Linked DNA regions of Bombyx mori: region 2 is linked to region 1. The links are chromatin contacts, called in public Hi-C maps. All regions are on one chromosome and are shown on one strand. The core of a region is the stretch at or near the end of the contact, and the rest is flanking DNA. Distances in the headings are between cores, read along the strand shown.

Region 1 (3,496 bases), core at 700-3,199:
TATCAGTCAGTCAGATTAAATTCAGTGTTGTCAGTATAAAGAAAAATAATTACATGAAATTCATATATCGATTATTTTTTTAAATAACCGATAATTGATTTATATCTTAATCTTTTTTTTACGAGTACACATTATTTTTTATGTTTTTGTCTTAGGTGTACATATTTAAATAACAATACTAGTAAAGTTTTTTTTATTGCTTAGATGGGTGGGCGAGCTCACAGCCACCCTGGTGTTGCTAAGTGGTTACTCGAGCCCACATACATCTACAACGTAAATGCGCCATCCACCTTGAGATATAAGTTCTAAGGTCTCAAGTATAGTTACAAGTTAAAGTCCAATGGGTATGTCTTCGATGTTATTTTATGTGCATAAAATCCATTAAAATCGTTTGATTAATGATAATACTTAAAATGATTTATTTATATGTTTTATTTATATACTCAAAATATTTACTTCATACGTAAAAGGATTTGAAGCTGGCAATATTTTTCCCACAAAAATAAAAATCCTTGTTTTTTCAATAGAGTTACTTTTTTTAAACTACTTATTGTAAACTATAGTGGCGCTTATTTGCAAGAAAGTAAATGCATATTTATTTATGACAAAATTAATGCACTAAGTATTTTTTCTATAATCTATTGTCCGCTTTGGGCCTAAAATGGGCCATCCCCTTTGCAGTTGTAATGTTCGCTTCGGGAATGGCTTTTATAAAATTGTAAAAGATCGAATTCAAACCGCTAGTAAATTATGAGCTGACACGTTTAGAGCAATCTTTTGGATGCGGATAGAGAGATTCTTTCCGTTTAATAACACCTTAGTAGTCCGTGACAACGAAACCCAAGATATTCAGAAATAATAAAATGATAATAATAATAAAACCAAAGAATCAAATTAGTGTTTGGGTTGAGCGAGTGGTGGCCAATTATGGCCGCTGTGCTGCAGAGATGCAGATGCTGCAGATACATACATACATACATACATAATGCAAGGTGGAGTCGTTTGGTGCGGTAGGGCCCTAAAATATCATTGGGCCCGCAGTATGCTCCTAACATCTGCAGACCGTCAAATCCCACATACCATAGGCGCGGACACCTCGTTGGAGGCTCGGACCACAGCCCGAAAAAAAACGTTCGTAGGTTAACTGTTGTGATACAATAATAGTCAATCAGCCTGCTGATATTATTGCTGGTAATTCTTTAACCCAACAGCTACTTGAAACCTAATTTAACAACAGGATGTGAAGCTGTATTAAATTGAGAGTGGCTAAATGAATCCGCACATATATCCTTGTCATTAGGGCTCCTACACAACTTAATGTTATAAATGGCTTGTTGACAAACTTGCGAAATTCGTGCTTGAAAACGTTAATATGTTATTAACGTTTGATTGTCGACACACGCTTATGATTCAATCGAACTCCGATTGGCCAAGAAGTAGGTGTGGATGTAACTGATTAGTATTGTATCTAATAATAGACTCGGCGTGTCCTCTGAAGGGTAAACAATCTGGCGAAGATGATGTTTGCTTTTAAATTTATCGGCTATTTTATGTCTTCAACTTGGAGGCTGGTCTTAGGCTGGTCAGGCTGCGAATTTTACTTTTGGTAAAATATATCCATTATTGTTGAGGTAGGACACGAATGTATAACAGTACAACATATTTCATATTTTCTGCTAATTAAATTTTTATCTTTTATCTTGAAACGAAGCACTAAAATTAAGTTTATGATAAGCGAGTATGACTATGTCCGTATCTGATTTTTAGTGTAGATTTTGTTTGGTATTTTTCCAGTAGTAGTGGAATTTTACATAGAAATTCTTTGTTTTATTTTTTTGGTCTGTTCTCGTCTCGATTATCAATATAATCCGACATCGTTACGCTGTATTGGATCACTGGCTGTTGCTATTTGAACGTGATGTTTGCATTAATTATGCCACACTATAAAGGTTTGGATGCGTCCACACAGTTACGTCACTCTAGACGTGTAACCACAGAATACATATTTGTCAGTCGACACATACCTTGTTGGTATATTTGATTTTTATATTTAGCGCGGATGCTGCGTTTGCTGATCTTGTGTCGGTTGCTAGGGAACAGATGACACTACGCAAACTGTGGGTTAAATCGTAATTAATATTCAGTAGATTTGGTTATTTCTTTTAAGTCTTTTATGTATATCACTACATAGTATAAAACAAAGTCGCGTTCTCTGTCCCTATATCCCTATGTATGCTAATAGATAGAGTGATTGAAGAGGAAGGTTTATAAGTATAATAACATCCATTAAATAATGGAGAAATCAATAATAAGTTACAGTTTCCGAGGCGAAGCGAGGGCGGGTCACTAGTCAATAATAAAACATCAAACAGACGGCAAATCATTGAAATGTCGACGACCGAAGGTGCCATCATCTTTAGTCGTCCGTGACCAAGATAACTGTACAGTGCTCGAAGCGTAGAAAAATATTTAAATGATTAAACTTTAACGAAACGAAGTTAGAATATAAAAGTACTTTTATGTATACGAGTAGTGGAAACTGCAGGAAAATGAAAATCGTTCTGAGATTACATGTACTACTTCTTTTCTATATCGTTCCCTCACTACTGAGGATCGCGACCACATGTGATGTTCTTCCACTGTGTTCGATTATGGGTGGCATGGACCGCATGGCACAGACTACCACCAAGTGCTTCTCTTACTAGAACTCACTATCTGGCTGGAGTTTTACTACTGTTCCGTATATTTACATATTATAGTCCTAGGGTCTTATTCGTAATGAATTATCGGGGCGTTATAAATCTGTTATAAGGTTGTCAAATGTGTTATACGCATAAAAAAAAAATGAAGACCATGTGGATAACTTATCTTATACTATACTACTATAACTTATATTATACTTTTATCAGTCGTATAATAGGGTGGGTAGGACCTCTTGTGAGTCCGCGTGGGTAGGACCATCGCCCTGCCTATTTCTGCCGTGAAGCAGTAATGCGTTTCGATTTGAAGGGTAAGGCAGCCGTTGTAACTATACTGAGATCTTAGAACTTATATCTCAAGGTGGATGGCGCATTTACGTTGTAGATGTCTATGGGCTGCCCTTCTTCAAACGAGGCTTGTGGAGAGTATTGAGCGGTAGGCAGCGGCTTGGCTCTGCCCCTGGCATTGCTGAAGTCCATGGGCGACGGTAACCACTCAACATCAGGTGGGCCGTATGCTCGTCTGCCTACAAGGGCAATACAAAAAAACTACTACTTAACACCAGGTGGGCTGTGAGCTCGCTACAAGGGCAATAAAAAAAAAACCACTTAACACCAGGTGGGCTTGAGCTCGTCCACCCATCTAAGCATAAAAAAAGGTCCCTTGTCCGGGCGTACACGATACTTTTTTTTTATTGCTTAGATGGATGGACGAGCTCACAGCCCACCTAATGTTAACTGGTTACTGGAGCCCATAGACATCTACGACGTAAATGCGCCACCCATCTTGAGATATA
Region 2 (3,496 bases), core at 547-3,046, 72 kb before region 1:
ATTTTATTTATTTATTTTTTAATTTTTTTAATTAAACTGTATACCAATTAATCGATCCTTCAGGATTTATAATTGTTTTTTTTTCACGATTAAAACCGCGTAGAAAGTTTATAGGTTTCCTACTTCAATGGTTTAGGCATTATAGTTGACGGCTGACGCATGCGCCATAGATTATACACTTATGGCATGCGCAGTACACATATTTTGTATACATTTATTCAACTAATAAAATTAATTAAACAAAAAATGAGTGATTTCGAAAGAGAACAAACGTATTTTATATAAGAACAATCGAAAATGAATATTTACGAGTAATTAAGGACGAAAAAATATTAAAAATTGCAATCGAGGGGCTAACTTTTAGATATATTTTTAATATTTTTTTTAAAATAAATAAATGGGGAACAAACAATTATTAACAATGAACAATCAAGAACAAATGATGAACAAACGAATTAATAGAAAATAAGTAGAAAACAGGAAAAAAAAAATTTTTTGAGGGGCTAACTTCATTCACCTTCCATAGATCTCGTACATTTAAATTTTACACAATTTATGTGCAATTATTTTTTTAAAGATTTTATGACCTTGCAACGAGATCTTTAAGCCCCAGTTATGTAGAATATGATATATTTAAGTAAAACAACCTTTGAAAGATTGGCGCAACGTTTTTCTTGTCATAATTCCTTTTGGAAGCAAAGTTCAGGTTGATTGATTATTTAGATTAAAGAATAGAATGCAACAAAAAACTAAGACCCAACAAAGCTTGCACACTTAAAGTTCCGGTGGAAACTGAGGCACATAACACAAGACTAGGCGAAAGGAATTTCTATTTTGAATCCAGTCATCTAATCGTACAGGCATAACAAAAATAATTTAGACGAAACATAACATATTATCATATATTAGGAAAAACTAATTACAAAAAATTTGTGACCAGAATAAGAAGAAGAAGAGTAAAAATTAAAAAAAAACAATTTACTGCAAGTGATTTGCCTGTAAAAAGATAACTGTATGTACTGATATAGCAGGATGCGAAAAGCATCTGGCTGTAAGGGCTAACATCTTTTGCCTTTTCATATGGATAAATGAAACAAAAATTCACTTTGATTTTAAATGTTGTCATGTTATAGAATTTCATTTAGGTTAAAAGCAGCAGTGGCTTATTTAAAACAATTTTTTTTTACATGCGAATGATCACAATTTTCACATCTTTATAAATTAAGATCGCATATTTTTATTTCAAAGATTTCAAGCTTTGATAATTTTGATTTTTTTTTTCTTAATAAAAATACGAATAAAAATACTTGTAAGCAATAACCGAATTATTACTCACAGTTAAAGTAAATAAAAATAAAAAGTACATTAAATTACCACACAAGTATTTAATTTGTTTTTTGAATGACTGCCTTTTACAATAACTAAGTTAGGCACCGTTAACCACTGACAACTATGGTAATTGTAACCGCCAGGCTTACTCTAAGTTCGTCTACTTTGTCTAATGCAATAAATATATAAAGCATATTTCTTTGATTGAGACCTATTAATAAATGTCTTGTTGCGTCCTGAATTATAGAATCTATCACTCTACTGGTTTTTTATTCGACGTGGACCTATCAATTATTTTTTGTCAGAAGTGGGGCCCTTTTACTGTAACACTGAAAAAAAACATGCATTGTTTGTTTCTGAGATTTTAAGTTTTGTTTGTTAAAGGCTGCTTTTATATTCATAATAATTGCCTTTTTAAACTAAAATAATTGGACTTGGAATTTCCCGTTAAATATCTGATCAGTACTGGTAACATTACCTCCCCATCCGGGCGAACGCAAGATGGCCGCCCATTTATGTGGGCGCAAGGACAATCAGAAAAGTGTTATCCGTGTGTGATATTTCGTTTATATTTGTGATAATAACGTTAAATACAACCATTGTTCTGTGCATGTGTTTATTAAAGGTTTTTGTGCAATATTATATTAGTTAAACGTGTAAAAAAAATCATTTAGTGCAATCATCAGTTGGAATTTCATTACGAAAAAATGTTCCTTGTTGAATAGTGATTATTTATTCAGTGATACAACAGTTTGGTTCGTCATGACACTCGTTGTTGGATGATAAACGTTGTTACATGTGAGTATGTGTGTCTTGGTACCAAATTTTAAATTTTTAGGGCCAAACTTAGTGTCTTTTGTAACCTATTTGGTTTCGGTTGGTTTGTTGGCGTGGCTGGTTGTCGGAGGCGCCGGGTCACCGGTACACCAGCTGGAGGGCACATCTGCGGCTTAGTCACGGTTCTTTGAGTAGAAGAGCCTACGTACAACCGCATAGATAGACGATATCTTGTGTAATTATCGAGACTTAGCAATAGAACAGATGTTTTGCTAACATTTCCTGAAGTTGACTTTTTTGTTTTGCTTAAAAAAATCTTTGTTAGACCAAACATCGATTTTTGGGCCTTTGACGTAACTTTACAGCAGGAGCTGGTCAATACGTAATAAAAATATTGGACATTTTTTTGTTGTTAATTTCGTGTTTTGCGATTTTAGAATTATAAGTTTTGTGCAAATAGCCTTTTAGTTAAAGGATGTTCTAACTATGAAACATCTCAAACTTAAAAAATAAATGTAACTAATTACTTTTCTGTTACTTAGCAATCAGCACATAAGTAGTTAAAAAAAACAAACATTAATTGTATTAATTTTTAAAAATATGCTGGTGGAAATCCTAGAACATTTCAATGCTTAGAAAAAAAAATTTTTTTTGTTAAACAAACTAAGTGGCTATCATTAATATGAACTAACATTTAATAATTAGAAAAACTAATGTTATTATCAATCGGTATATGTATCTGTAAAGACTAAACATATTCAACAGTTTCTACAATATAAAAATAGAATCTATAATTTTGTAAAACCAAAAAATATGTTTGGTATTCAATGATATATCTCCAAAACGATCTAAGTTGCAGTGGTACTATTGTTGAAGGCATCAATGTAAATGTCCCTATCTACATTTTAGTAAATAATCAAAGTCTGCAACACAAGAATTAATTTTCTATTTGAATATGAATTAGATATAATTAACTTAACTAATTTTCAAAATAAATAAGTATTTTGTTAATGGTTGAGGTGGTTTTTGTGTCTGAAAAAATCTTACACAAATACGCTATGTAAAATTTAGGTTCGCCGTTCTGTCAAGCACACATGATTTAGAAGTCTTTCTTTCTTGCTCTCCGTTCAAGCTCTATCAAGGTAGCAGCGTCAAATCAGCAAAATTCAATATGAAATTATGCAAAATTTGTAGCTTTTTTGCTGATTTGACGCTGCTACCTTGATAGAGCACTCCGTTCACCTCTCAGTGAAAGATTTTCTCTTTGTAGAATTGTAACCTTATATCACACAATATCTCTTCTTCTCTCTTCCCTAGTACTCTCTGCTGAGGTGTAGGGCTCGAATCAAATCCTTCCATTAACATCGGTCTTGGGCAGCCTGCTCTAGCT

Evidence for each region. Hi-C and Micro-C count contacts between places; a contact is called where the count stands out from the background.
Region 2: a Hi-C map of whole pupa shows a contact between it and region 1, with 4 times the contacts expected there. The contact joins the promoter of LOC101742101 here to the enhancer-like site in region 1. A contact is called at or near these places in 4 of 7 Hi-C or Micro-C datasets (middle silk gland, midgut, posterior silk gland and 1 more).

What each region holds. Positions count from the first base shown.
Region 1 is chr20:437,499-440,994 of ASM3026992v2, reverse strand. All of the region lies in intron 5 of LOC101742101, which reads left to right. Among protein-coding and RNA genes, the nearest start is that of LOC101742101, 72 kb to the left of the region's middle. Within about 2 kb of position 1,949, at least 3 of the 8 cell types and tissues checked have open chromatin away from gene starts, as enhancers often do.
Region 2 is chr20:509,619-513,114 of ASM3026992v2, reverse strand. It overlaps LOC101742101, which reads left to right and starts at 1,796. Exons shown (of 23, transcript XM_038018077.2): 1 at 1,796-2,127. It overlaps LOC134200715 (a long non-coding RNA gene), which reads right to left and starts at 129. Exons shown (of 3, transcript XR_009975752.1): 1 at 1-129.